2 separate regions of the Oryctolagus cuniculus genome follow, and region 2 is linked to region 1. A link is a contact called in public Hi-C data. All regions are on one chromosome and are shown on one strand. Each heading gives the region's core, a stretch centred on a gene start, on an enhancer-like site or on the middle of the called end of the contact. The rest is flanking DNA. Distances are from core to core; before and after follow the strand shown. Region 1 holds the start of PTCD1 (pentatricopeptide repeat domain 1). Region 2 overlaps ZNF655 (zinc finger protein 655).

Region 1 (6,809 bases), core at 4,210-6,709:
ACACCTCCCTGAGCCACCTGAAAGCGGCACTACCTGGAAGGGGCGGAGGTGCCCCTGGCAGAAGACAAGGTGACTTTAGGTAGTGCTCTGGGGCACATTTCAAATTTCAATAGTTGGGGGCCGGCGCTGTGGTACAGTGGGCTAAGCTTCTCCCTGCCGCACCAGCATCCCATATGGGCACTGGTTCTAGTCCCAGCTGCTCCACTTCCGATCCAGCTCTCTGCTAATGGCCTGAGAAAGCAGTACAAGATGCCCCTGCACCCACATGGGAGACCTGGAAGAAGCTCCCGGCTCCTGGTTCTGGCCTGGTCCAGCTCTGGCAGTTGCAGCCATTTGGGAAGTGAACTAGGGGATGGAAGACCTTTCTCTCTGTCACCTCCTCTCTATCTGAAACTCTACCTCTCAAATAAATGAATAAAATCCTTTAAAAATTTTTTCAACAGTATTTTGAGATGTTCTAGAAAAATATAACTAGGCCGGTGCCGCGGCTCACTAGGCTAATCCTCCGCCTAGCGGCGCCGGCACACCGGGTTCTAGTCCCGGTCGGGGCGCCAGATTCTGTCCTGGTTGCCCCTCTTCCAGGCCAGCTCTCTGCTGTGGCCAGGGAGTGCAGTGGAGGATGGCCCAAGTGCTTGGGCCCTGCACCCCATGGGAGACCAGGAGAAGCACCTGGCTCCTGGCTTCGGATCAGTGTGGTGCACCAGCTGAGTGCGCTGGCCGTGGCGGCCATTGGAGGGTAAACCAACGGCAAAGGAAGACCTTTCTCTCTGTCTCTCTCTCTCACTGTCCACTCTGCCTGTCAAAATATATATATATATAACTAAAACATCAAATGAAGATTTCACAGCTGTCACTGTAAGATGGACACATAACAAAACTAGGTGCAGGGGGAGGTAGTTTCTTTCTTTAATTAAGGGATAATTCCAGGGGTCACAGACTGGAGCTTGGGAAAGTCTAGAGGAGAAAGAGGGCCACCAGCAGAAGCCTGGACTCCAGGTAGGCTCCACTGCCAGTTACAAGTGCCCACTTAGCCTCCAAGATGAACAAAGATGAACTTCAGAAGTGAGCCAGTGTGATGAATTCAAACAGCAGAGGTGTGCCTTCTGCAGCAGGACCCGAGAGGTCATCGGTCCAGGTGAGCTACCCCCAGCACGTCAGCGTCCAACCGGTAGCCTGGCAGGACCACGGAGAAGGCCTAACCAGAATGAGGCTCTGTGACCACCCTGGTCCAACAGAACTTCCTACAGGGATAGACATGTTCTCCCTCTCTGCTGCGCAGTATCACGGCCAGCAGCCACACGTAGCCACCGAGCACTGAAAACATCACTAGTGTAACAGGAAATGCATTTTGCATTTGACTGAGTTTTAATTCATGTGAGGCCTGCGCAGCACACGTGGCGAGTGGCTGCTCTACTAGCAGCGCCCTGAGTTACGGATGGCTGTGCTCGGGAGGGCAGAATGACTCAAAACCCGGGAAGGAGACGGGGAGCCCAGTGTGGGGGTGTCCTGACCGCAGAGCGCGACGCCCACCTGGGGCATCAACGTGCAAGGTCTGCTGCTTCTGTGGCACGTCCTTGCGGCAGAACCCAAAGTCAGCATGGACGCCGTCCCCGGGATTCAAACTCCAGATCCCAGATAAACTTCGCTACGGGGAAGAGTGGCAAGACCCGTACACGGGTGACATCTGGCTCTGCGGCCTGTGGGCCTGGTTAGTGCGAAAAAGCCCGACCCCTGCTTTCCGCAAAGGCAGATCATTAATGGTGGGGTGTTTTGCTAAGAAGCCAGAGGACAGCGAGCCTATGAAGACGGTGGAATCAGAAATGTCTGGGTTCAGACATGGGGTTCAGGCCCAGAGTAACTCTGTGACCCTAAGAGTGTTCCAAAAACACCTCAAGGCTCTGTCCCTGTCCCGGGTCAGCCCATGGCCTCAGGGAAGAGGAGGTCAGCAGGCAGCCTCAGAGGAGGAGCGGGCCAGCGTTTGGGGGCGCCATTAGTCTGCAGAACGCAATGCTAGCCGGAGCCCTGGCGGCCCTCAAGTCTGCTGGCGGATGCGGTGACGGAAGATCACCTCGGGGGCGTCAGGGGGCGGGGATCCCTTACCTTTGCCACAGGCAGCTTTCAGGAAGAACTCGCAGACAGCAGCCCCGGATTCTGTGGGGAGGAGAGGAGAGGAGCGGCATCAGCCAGTGCTACATCAGCACAGCGCGCAGCTGTGCTGGGGACGGCTAAGGCTACCAGGGAGGAGGCCGGCGCCACGGCTCACTAGGCTAATCCTCCGCCTTGCGGCACCGGCACACCGGGTTCTAGTCCCGGTCGGGGCGCCGGATTCTGTCCTGGTTGCCCCTCTTCCAGGCCAGCTCTCTGCTGTGGCCAGGGAGTGCAGTGGAGGATGGCCCAAGTGCTTGGGCCCTGCACCCCAAGCACCTGGCTCCTGCCATCGGATCAGTGCGGTGTGCCGGCCACAGTGCGCCAGCCATTGAAGGGTGAACCAATGGCAAAGGAAGACCTTTCTCTCTCTCTCTATCTCACTGTCCACTCTGCCTGTCAAAAAGAAAAAAAAAAAAAAAGCTACCAGGGAGGACCCTGTTCAGTCTGACTCATGACGGGCTCAGGGGGAGGAAATGGAGTAAGGAGACCCAGCCGAGCAAGGACAAAGCTGCCTGTTTCCGTCCTACCCGGCAGGTGAGATGCACACAGTGAAAGGTGAGATGCACACAGTGAAACCCAGGCTTGCCGAGAGCTTCCTGTCCACAAGTTCCTTCCAAGGAGTTAAGAGTGGGTGGGGGAAGGAAAGTTGGCACACAGGCTCACAGAAATGAGCTAATCCCCCCGCTCAGCGCTTCCAGGAGAGCTACTTCACAGGCAGGGGGGAAGATGGGACAGGCAGCACAAGCAAACGGGGCCTGGGAGGAGGGGCTGGGGGCCTCGGGACGCTGGTCAGGGGGCAGAGCACAGGCAGGAAGGCCCTGGGTACGCGGCACCCACATTGCTGCTGAGGGGCCCAGCCTGCATTCCCACAGGTGCAGCGCAGGGAAGTCGGGGGGCTTGGGGCCAGGGTCTGCGAGTCCAGGAATCCACTGGCCATGGCTAGCAGATTAAACGTTCCCTGGGCTCACGAAGTCTTCTCTACCAGCAGCCATTTCAGAACCGCTGAAACCCACTGGCGGTCTCTCTGGAGTGGCTTCCTTGGCTTCTCAAAACAGGCAGACTGTGCTGGACAGAGCTAAGGTTGTAGAACTTGGGGTGTCATTCTGTTCGCATCTCAAAAATCTGAAAACCTTGCATTTAAAAACATACCACTGGGGCCATTGCTGTGGTAGTGGGCTAAGCCTCCGCCTGCAGTGCCGGCATCCCATATGGGCGCCAGTTCGAGTCCCGGCTGCTCCTTTTCCCATCCAGCTCCCTGCTATGGCCTGGGAAAGCAGTAGAAGATGGCCCAAGTGCTTGGGCCCCTGCACCTGCGTGGGAGACCTGGAAGAAGCTCCTGGCTCCAGCTTCTAATTGGCTCAGCTCCAGCTATTGTGGCCATTTGGGGAGTGAACAGAGGATGGAAGACCTTTTTCTCTGTCGCTCCCTCTCAAATAAATAAATAATAAAATCTTAAAATATATATACCATTTAGGAGCAGGCGTGGCAGAGCAGGTTAAGTGGCCACTTGGGATGCCCACATCCCATCGTCAGAGTACTGGGTCAAGTCCCGCCCCTCCACTTCTGATTCAGCTTGCTGTCAATCATCCTGGGAAGCAATAGATGATGACTCAAGGACTTGGGTCTCTGCTACCCACGTGGGAGACCCAGATGGAGTTCCAGGCTCCTGGCTTCAGCCACCTGGTCCAGACCCGGGCTGCTGTGGGCACTTGGGGAGCAAACCAGCAGATGGAAGACCTCTCTTTCTCCCTCTGTTGCTACGTCTGACTGAGGCTCAGGCAGATGGGATAAGGAGCCTGTCTCAAGGGCAGAAGGGGTTCTTCCCAGCACTGGGATGGGGAAGCAGCTCAGGGAAGGTACGCAGGGCACGTGAGCACGGACACGTGGGGAGTGCTCGGGCTGCCTGTGTCCCGGGGCAGCCCCGTGGGGCCCCGCCCCCGGCCTCACAGGCTCCTGGATCTGTGTTGCCAAGCGGGAGTAGGATGGTCCCACGGCCTCAAACCAGTGCCCCTGAGACATGAAGAGACCAAGAGTGAGAAATGAGAAGCTGCACGTGAGTGTGTGCGCACCGAGAGGTCGCAGACAGAGGGGTCGGGGGGAGCACCCGGAGGACTCTCCTCGGTGGTTGGAGGGGTGGTGGTCGGAGGGGTCGGGGAGCCCAGGGGGACTCTCATCGGTGGTGGTCGTTGGGGTCGGGGAGCCCGGGGGGCTCTCCTCGGTGGTCGGAGGGGTGGGGTGGGGGGCCCCCCAGGGGTACTCTCATGGTGGTCTCTTGGGCGTGCCCTCGCTAGCAGAGAGGCGGATCACGTGGGTGTGAGAAGGCTGGGCTGCCTGAGGGCAGTGCTGCTGCTGGCAGCTGCGGGACACAGCCTGGCTGTACGTGGGCTCCAAGTCCCTTCTCCACCCGGGGCCTCCGTTCCCCGTCCGTGACGTGCGCTTTACAGTTGCAGATCCGAAGCAGGTGCACAAACGAGAGGAGATAAGAAAACTGCTATGTCTTTTAAAGTCTGCGCTGGGAGGTGGAGAAGCCAGGGGAAGGAAGACGGTTAATGGGGGCTCAGGTGCCCGGGTGCGATGTTTTCCCGGGGACCAGAGAAAAAGTGGGGGACAAGGCCAGACTGGAGATGCGCTCCCAGGAGAGCGAGTCCTAGGAGCAGACGGGGGTTGGCTGGGGGTCTCCTACAGAGGGGAGGAGGCCCCTTCCTCGGCAGGGCTCCCCTTCGGACCCAGTGCGGCCGCTCAGCGAGTGGGGCGGGAGGCGGCGGGGCGCACAGCCCAGGACTTGCCCGGGGCTGGGGTTGCCGACCCAGCGTGACTCGCCCTCATTCCAGAACTACACAAGCACCGCCCGAAGCGGACCTCAGAGCGGCCCCAGGGGTCCAAAGACCCGAGAGAGTGCGCACGGTGGGGGGAGGGAGGGGGCTCCGGAGTCCGAGGGAAGAAAATGGGGACCCCGGCCCCCGGCAAGCAGGGGTTCCGGGACCGAGAGACAGGTGTCCCGGAGCGGAGTCGCTCTCGCCCGCCCGCCCCGGCCCCGCGCTCACTGTCCATGCCGGGGAAGGGCAGCGGCTGCGCCCCGAGCTGCTGCTCCACCGCGATCTCCAAGTCGAACTTAATGTGGTCCACGCTAGCGATGATCTCCTGCATGGCGGCGGCGGCGGCCCCCCGGCCCGACTTCCTCTCAGGTCTTTCGCTGCCCTCACTCCTCCACCCGCCGCCGGCCCCAGCCGCACGCAGTCCGCCTCCTCCGCCTCCGCCTCGCCGCCGCCACTGCCGCCACCGCCGCCGCCACCACCGCGCGAGGGATGCCGGGAGCGCCCGAGCCCGCGCCGGTGCTTTTGCACGTCCAGACCCGGCCAATCGAGAGCGGAGGACGACCGCTCTGCCAGGCCCGGCTAGCCGCCCGCCGAACGCAGCGCCTCCCTTCCCCTCGCCTGGCCGGTAAGCCGAAACCCCCGCGCGTGGGAGCTTGCGACGCGGACTGCGCATGGGCGAGGCTCCGCGGGGCGCGTGCTTCTGGCGGAGGGTGACCCACAGGGGAACCGGGCCGGTTCGGCACGCGGGACTGGGCCGCGTGAGGCCGGGTCCCTGGGGCCTGGGGCCCGCGACCCCTACGCTTGGGAGTTCCCATGGGTCCTCACAGCGGCCCGGGGACCCGAGCCTAGGGAGGCCCGGGGGCGTCGGAGGAAACCGGGGTGAGAGGGGGCCGGGGTGACCAGGGGGCCGGGCGAGCGTCTGGGAATGCGGGGTCCGAGGGAGGACGGCGGCCGCGGGGCTCTCAACCCCGGGGGTTTTTAACCTGGGTGCGTTAGTGGACTTGGGTGGGAACAAAATTGCCCTTTTTATTCGTTTTCTCGATGTGAGATCGAGCATTGATTGCATTTAGTTGATTGACAGAGCAGCTGGGGTAGGGCCCGAAACCGTGTCATTTCGAGGGGGGCTGAGGGTCCATGCAGCTCGCTCACGCTGGAAAACCATGGAGGGACACAGAGCATAGTGTAAAATGCCTCTTTCTATATCTAGGTATTGTTTTGCTGATTCTATGTGATTTATTTATTTTTTTCTTTTTTAAGATTTATTTAGTTATTTGAAAGTCAGAGTTACAGAGACAGAGAGAGAGAGAGAGAGGCTTCCATCCGCTGGTTCACTCCCCAATTGGCCGCAACAGCCGGAGCTGTGCTGATCAGAAGCCAGGAGATAAGAGCTTCTTCCAGGTCTCCCACTCAGGTGCAGGGGCCCAAGGACTTCTACTGTTTTCCCAGGCCATAGCAGGGAGCTGGATCAGAAATGGAGCAGCCAGGACTCGAACTGGCGCCCATATGGGATGCTGGCACTGCAGGTGGCAGCTTTACCCGCTATGCCACAGCGCCGGCCCCTATTTTTTTCATTGTTCACGATTTATTTTTGTTTTTCAAATTACTTTTTTTTTTTTTTTGACAGGCAGAGTTAGACAGAGAGAGACAGAGAGAAAGGTCTTCCTTTTCCGTTGGTTCACCCCCCAAATGGCCGCTACGGCCGGCGCACCGCACTGATCCGAAGCCAGGAGCCAGGTGCAGGGCCCAAGGACTTGGGCCATCCTCCACTGCACTCCTGAGCCACAGCAGAGAGCTGGCCTGGAAGAGGGGCCACCAGGACAGAATCCGGTGCCCAGACTGGGACTA
Region 2 (6,868 bases), core at 1,507-4,006, 130 kb before region 1:
AACTTCACCCTGCATGCAAAGCATAATACAACCAATTTTATTCCAAAGCAGTTCATTCTGACAGCAGTGTGGAGGACAGCCTAGAGAGGGGGAAAAAGAAGCGGCAGCGATAGATGACACAATCAGGTTTCCCTGGTGGTGGTACGGGGGCAGGGACTGATAGGATTTGGTGACCAACTGAACATGGAGGGAAGGACTCCGGTTAACCAAGGCAGACACAGGAAGGCAGGCAGGTGTCAGAAAGGATGAGCTCAGAAACGCACCTACGAACGCCTAGGAACATCTGGTATTCAGGAGTGAGCCGGCAGCCAAGGCAACGTATGACAGTAACCAGAGAGATGAGGGAGAATGGTCTTGGGGAAAATTAGTGTTAGGAACCAGCTGGAGAAACAGGAGCAGGTAAAGGCTCTAAGAACGCAAGAAACAGACCAGGAAAAAGTGACACTTCCAAAACTAAGGAGCATTCCAAGGAGTGCTCACAAACAGAAAATACTGAGGGGTCCAGAGAGTAAGGGCTGGAAAAAAAAAAAAAAATGCGTTCAGAGTGAAGCCAGTTAACTTTCGGAAAACTGGCTTGGATGGAAGAGCAGCAGCGCCTTGCACTGAGAACTGAACAGCAGCTGAGAAAACCATCACAAGTGGTGAGAACCGGAAGCACAGGTGATCATGCCAACCGCGCCTACTGTTGAGCCATCAAGTCACATCTCCCACATCTGTGTGTTCTCTCCCTCACAGCCCTGAGTCGTCTTCAGAAGCTCCACGGAGAACCGCGCCCTGTGCAGCAGTGGGGCCACTTCCCGTGGTGCTGACATCCCACGTGAACCTCGGGATGTGTGGGGTTGGGACTGCCAAGAACACAGCAGACGATGATGCGAGCGGGGAAAGGACACAGAGGCACAGTGGTGGCTAGGGCGTCTCCAGCATGCCCCTGTGCATACACCAGTCTTGATGTGTTTATGAGGCGGCAAGATGAATGTGGCTTGTGGAGTATGTGAAGCCAGCGGGCACTTTGAGTAAGCAAGTCTTGTAGGCAGATTAACAAGGGCACTTGGAATCTTAGAAGGAACCTGGCAAGGCTTCATTCCCCTCATGTAACACCTGGTTCCTTTATTACTTTCTGTTCAAGGTCAAACTCCTGCTCTTCTAAGGCTTCCTGGGCCAATATCCAATTCGCACTGATCGCTTATAAACTTCAAGGCTGCTTACTGTCTCACAGAGTTTCATTGTTGACAATGCCAAATTAACCGTTTGTGGGTGGATCAGAGTTAGGCTTTCTCTCAATCTAGTCTCTGCACCTCATAATAATCTCCCAATGAATACTCGCTGAGCTAAACAGTAACCTGGGGAGCAAGCAACTAGCCTAGTCATTAAGACGCCTGCCTCCCACACTGGAGTCCGTGGGTTTGATTTCTGACTCTGGGTCCTGACTCCAGCTTCCAGCAGATCCTGAGAAGTACCAGTGATGGCTGCCAGACTGAGTTTCCGGTTTCCAGCTTCAGCCCTGGTCTACTCCAGCTTGTGTAGGCATTTGAAGAGTGAACCAGCAGATGGGAGCTCTGTCTCTCGCCCTTAAAAAAAAAAAAAAAAAAAAAAAAAAAAGCCCAAACCATAATTAGAAACTAAATGTGTCAAAGAAAATCCCCTTAACAAGTCATTGCCAAGTCCATGAGGTGGATTTTCTAAACCTTTGTCTCACAATTAAATAATTCAACTCCATTTTTAAAAATGACCTTATACCGGGTAATGACATGATGGCGGACTGACATAAAAAATGACATGAACAGTTTAACCGCATTTTCCACCAGCACATAGCTGTCTACTGCATTCCACAGACAAGGAAGTACTGTGGAACGTCTGTCTTGGGTAGAAAAGTGTATCTCCCTAGTGATGGAGAGTTTGCAGAGTGGACCCCCCTCTGTTCCTGGTTCTTGGAGTATGGGACACACTTCTGGGCTCACTAGTTTATTCACACAGCTTTCAGTGTTTCTCTAAACGACCAAGCAAATTAACAGGAGCCGGAGTGAGGGGGCTTTGCAGCGTTGCCGCAGGACGGCTCCACACGGAGGAAACACCAGCTACAGGCTTTATTCGCCTGCCAGAACTTCTGGTTTAAAAACACGAAAACCAAAACAGCCAGCAGTCTTGCTCCAGGACGACCCCACGTGCAAGTTTAATCTTGCCCACTGGGTCTGGGACCGCTGCTTTGAAAGAACAAATAAACTCGGAAGACAGAGGGTAAGTCAGCTAGGTCAGCTCCGCAGCCTTGCTCTTTCGAGGATCCTGCTCTGGAGGCGCGTGGACTCCAGGGACATCGTGGGCAGCTCCTCCAGGCACGGGGTCTACTCCAGCTTGTGCTGCCTCAACACCAACATCTTCTCCTAAACTCCTTCAGACCGAGACCCAAGGGACTGGCAGTCACTTCGGGAAAGGGGGGAGAGAGGACAGACATTAGAGAGATGGTGGGTGAAGCCGCCCCAAAAGGCACCCCCAGACGCGGGGAGGCCAGCGTCATTCTTCCTCCAGCCAGGAAAGGTGGACGCCCTGACCCGCGCCCTTGGCCGCAGGGACGCAAGTCGCAGGGGGCCTCGCACCCCCGCCGCCCCACACCAGCAGCCCACGCCCTCCGCGTCCTCCCGCTGAGCCGCCGCCCTCGCCCACTCACCCCGGCACCGCGCCCCAGGCGCTCCGAGGCGAGGAACGGCGCGGTCTCCGCGGCAGAGGCGCGGATCCCCGGGGGTCCGCGTGCACTTCCGGGTCCCGTCTAGGCGGCTTGGAGGTCTCATCTCGATCGCAGGCTCCCGAGGGCCACGGAGGAGCGCAGTCCACAAGTCCACAGCCGGGCGGGTGTGCACGGCCTTGCCGGAGGGACTGCTCCCACTTCCCCGTCCCACCGTCCGGGAGCCCCGGGCGCCCTCCCCGTGACTCCCGCCCAGCCCTGCTTTCCTTAGCGGCCGCAGGCCGGGCTGACCCTGCAGGGCCCGCAGCGTGGACATGAAGACCAGCCTCTGCGGGGCGCTGGAGAGGGGGCGAAGATCCACACGCCTGTCAGGCCAGCAGATCCGCCACAGGCCCCTGTGATGCGGGGAGGACGGGTATTAGGGGTTTGCTGTGAAACTGAAGAGAACAGAGCCCTTAAACCAACATTCTCTCAGGGATCCTCGCAAGCCTATTTCCTGCCAGCTCAGGAGCCAGCAGCTGCACGTGCAGGCCAGGAGGCGGCATCTGAAGCCTGGCCTGCTCAAACCACGGCCGGGCCTCAAACTACCCGTGCAGGATGAAGTGCGTGTGTGCGGGGATTTGTAACTTGAGCAAATGAGAGGAAAAAAAAGACAAGACACTTTCAGTTATGCCCAAGTTGTAAATTTATAAACATAAATGAAGTACAGAAGGCTAACCATTTTTTACAAGTGAAGACAATGGGAGATGTTAGCAAAATATAGTTAAAAGTCCAGCATTTTTCACTTGTACAGGGCACTATCTGCAATCATCTTACAGTCCTGGATTGAACATCAGTTCCTCCACACACCGGTATTTTGATGCGAGTGCAAGAGGTGATGCCTTATGATGCGAATGCTAGAAGAGACAGCCGTCCGGTTGTGGACTTCAGCTGCCAGGAGCAGCTCCCGCGCAGCCCAGGACGCCTCCCATTGTGTCCAGCCACAGGAAAGCTCTCAAATCCCGGGTCCCTCCTCCAGGCTAGTCCTGCACTGCTAAACGTCTGCTCGTGAATGCCTTCTGAGATTCCACTACTTCCTATGTGAGAATTCTTCAAAAAGCTCATGAACATGGAATTAAAAGGTTAACTTTTTTGTTGTAAAGTGTTTGAAATACATGCATATTTTCATAAGACACTTTTTCATGGACTTTTTGAAGACCCTCTTACACTATAACCAGAGGTGATAATAAATCTTGGTAAAGAAAAAAAAAATCTTGGTGAAGATCCATGTCATCAGCCAAGTTCTTAGCAGCAAAATAAGAACACATCTGGGGCACGAAGAAATGGAAGCGTCAATCTAGTGATGGGAGCAGGGTGTCTTGGCAGGAGACGTGAATTTGGGAGTTTTGACTTGTTACTATGAAGTTATTTCAAGAAGGGGTATGACCAGCTCCTTAAATTAACTTCAACATATTCTCTGCTAGTATCCCAGAGAGCTCCAGGAACCTTTGGAATCAGCTGCAAACGCAACAGTGAAACACTGGGGATGTGATAAGGAACAGAGCTATGAAAGGAAAGCTCTGGATTCTCAGATGTATAGAGTACCATCACGATGCTGTGAAGCTTTGGCTCAAACAGAACTGAGTTTGAGCTAATTTGCTTTGACAAGTTACTAGTTCTTTAACGCTAACAAGTTCTTTAACTTCTCTACCCCTCACTTCCTCTACAAAATGGAGCTGGTGCCCTTAAAAGATTGTGAGAACTGAGCTTAAATATCTACATACATACATACATGTGCCTGTAGGTGGGTGGAGAGACAGTAGATAAAATTGGTGTCCCAGGCCAGCGCTGCAGCTCAATATGCTAATCCTCCACCTGCGGCGCCAGCACACCAGGTTCTAGTCCCAGTCGGGGCACCGGATTCTGTCCCAGTTGCCCCTCTTCCAGGCCAGCTCTCTGCTGTGGCCTGGGAGTGCAGTGGAGGATGGCCCAAGTGCTTGGGCCCAGCACCCCATGGGAGCGCCGGCCGCGGCGGCCATTGGAGGGTGAACCAACAGTAAAGGAAGACCTTTCTCTCTCTCTCTCTGTCCACTCTGTCAAAAAAAAAAAAAAAATTTGGTGTCCCAGGGCCAGCACTGTGGCATAGTGGGCTAAAGCCGTGGCCTGCAGCACCGGCATCCCATATGAGCACCAGTTCGTGTCCCGGCTGCTCCTCTTCTGATCCAGCTCTCTGCTATGGCCTGGGAAAGCAGAAGATGGTCCAAGTCCTTGGGTCCTTGCACCTGCATGGGAGACCCGGAGGAGGCTCCTGGCTTCTTATCAGTGCAGCTCCAGTCACTGTAGCTATCTGGGGCGTGAACCAGTAGATGGAAGACGTCTCTCTCCCTCTGTAACTCTGCCTTTCAAATAAATAAATTTTTTAAAAAATAGTATCCCCCTATTAGATTTCTTCTCTTCCCTCCCCTTTCAAGACCAAAAAGGCATTTTGGTGTAGCAGGTAAAGCAGATGCCTGCAATGCTGGCATCCCATATGGACATTGGTTCAAGTCCCCACTGCTCTACTTCTGATCCAGCTCCCTGCTAATGCACCTTGAAAAGCAGTGGAGGATCGCCCAAGTGCTTGGGGCCCCAGCACCCACATGGGAGACCCAGAAGCTCTTGGCTCCTGGCTTCAGCCTGGCCCAGCCCTGGAATGTTGTAGCCATTTGGGGAGTGAACCAGTGGATGGAAGATTCTCTTCCTCTCTCTGTAATTCTACTTTTCAAATAAATAAATCCTTAAAAAAAAAAAAAAAAAAAAAAAAAGAGTAAGGGCATAAATTCCATTGAACCAATTAAACATCTGCTTAAACAGGTAAGTTGCATTATTTTGGTTTCTCACTTTTAAAAATGTGTTTTATATTCTGCCTACTTCTACTGAAACCTTGAAGGATTTACTCTTATGTACTGACAACATCCCAACTAAATAACCCTTTAAATACGATCAGTTTTTATTCCAGAGGTCTGTAGAAAAGAAAGCTTGGTATCAATACAATTAGGATGATTAACTCTTACTGTGAATCAAGTTTCAGAGGATCTGAGTTGCAGTCAGGAAGGTGATTCCAAGATTCCCAAATGCTTCTAGCTGAGGCCTTCAGATTTTCTTTGAAACAGATTGTCAGAAAATTCAAGTACACCTTTATTCAAGTGGAAGTACAAAAGAACATTCCTAAGCAAAAAGCATACATATGATTTTTACATGTTCTATTTGTGGATTAATCAATCCTGTTTCATAGTCATCAGAGGTGATTGGTGGTGTCTATAAGGTATACATGTTTGACAGAAAAAAAGTCATGCATTTTTCATTTGTTTTTATTTCAAGGTCAATTTCATTTAGATCCCTATCTTGCCCTGATTAAGATCCTGTGCTTAGGATAGGAGCAGAGTAAAATACAGTGGCAGAACTATACTAGGTTAGCCATAAGAGGCTCACAGTATGAGCAGTAAGTTTTTATATATTTGCTGAGGATTCCTAGTAAATATTAACACCTGAACTATGAAAGCCTCAACTGCTGGACAACTAGAATTTTAGTAACACTTGTTTTATTCACAAAATGCTATGAAGCTTAAGATGGAAAAATATGAATATAATAAAATGCTTTGACAACACCTAAAGAATCATGAACTCTTTTTAGGTATACAAAAGTGATCTAAACTCTCTGGAGCTAACAACATCTGTGACCACTTTTATCGCTCAAAAAAGTCATGTTCTTTTATACGGACTATAGATTCTATTAAAATACAAAAATGATGATTATACACAAAGCCCACATTTCAAACACTGTCCTGGATTGATGAAGGGAAATCAGAGAAAGGATCCAAACCACTCTCTTGAAATATTGTCTCTAGAGCTATTACATGATAGCAACATGTTTGTTGGAAGGCTGCATTCCCTTACGAAACACTCTGGTTTTTTCTCATTTATGTTCTTTGCCCTATCAACAGCAGACCTGAGCATTCTGCTGGCCTTCAATAGAAGCACATTAAGAATTCTAAACTTAGACATGCAGAATAGGCACTGAATGAATATAGACAGGCCCCAAGGAGTCTTGTTGGCTCATAGATACCCTTATTCAGTTGAAATGTTTAGTCAGCCACAAACTCAAGGAAACAGAATCCTTCATACATAAGGATGGTCTGGACGTGCAAATTCAATTCCTTTAAAAAGATGCTT

The links. Hi-C and Micro-C count contacts between places; a contact is called where the count stands out from the background.
Region 2: a contact with region 1 is called in a Hi-C map of psoas muscle, with 4 times the contacts expected there. The contact joins the enhancer-like site here to the promoter of PTCD1 in region 1. A contact is called at or near these places in 4 of 6 Hi-C or Micro-C datasets (ear pinna, psoas muscle, skin fibroblasts and 1 more).

Annotation. Positions count from the first base shown.
Region 1 is chr19:41,650,094-41,656,902 of mOryCun1.1, reverse strand. It overlaps PTCD1 (pentatricopeptide repeat domain 1), which reads left to right and starts at 5,459. Exons shown (of 9, transcript XM_008248917.4): 1 at 5,459-5,589. CPSF4 (cleavage and polyadenylation specific factor 4) reads right to left here and starts at 5,454. Exons shown (of 7, transcript XM_070064395.1): 1 at 5,193-5,454; 2 at 2,101-2,151. The coding sequence starts at 5,295.
Region 2 is chr19:41,779,454-41,786,321 of mOryCun1.1, reverse strand. ZNF655 (zinc finger protein 655) reads right to left here. Exons shown (of 5, transcript XM_017337864.3): 5 at 3,345-6,868. All of the region lies in intron 1 of ZSCAN25 (zinc finger and SCAN domain containing 25), which reads right to left. Among named protein-coding and RNA genes, the nearest start is that of ZSCAN25, 17 kb to the right of the region's middle. Within about 2 kb of position 2,756, at least 4 of the 8 cell types and tissues checked have an H3K27ac peak or open chromatin away from gene starts, as enhancers often do. A contact at or near this core is called in ear pinna, where this site is marked.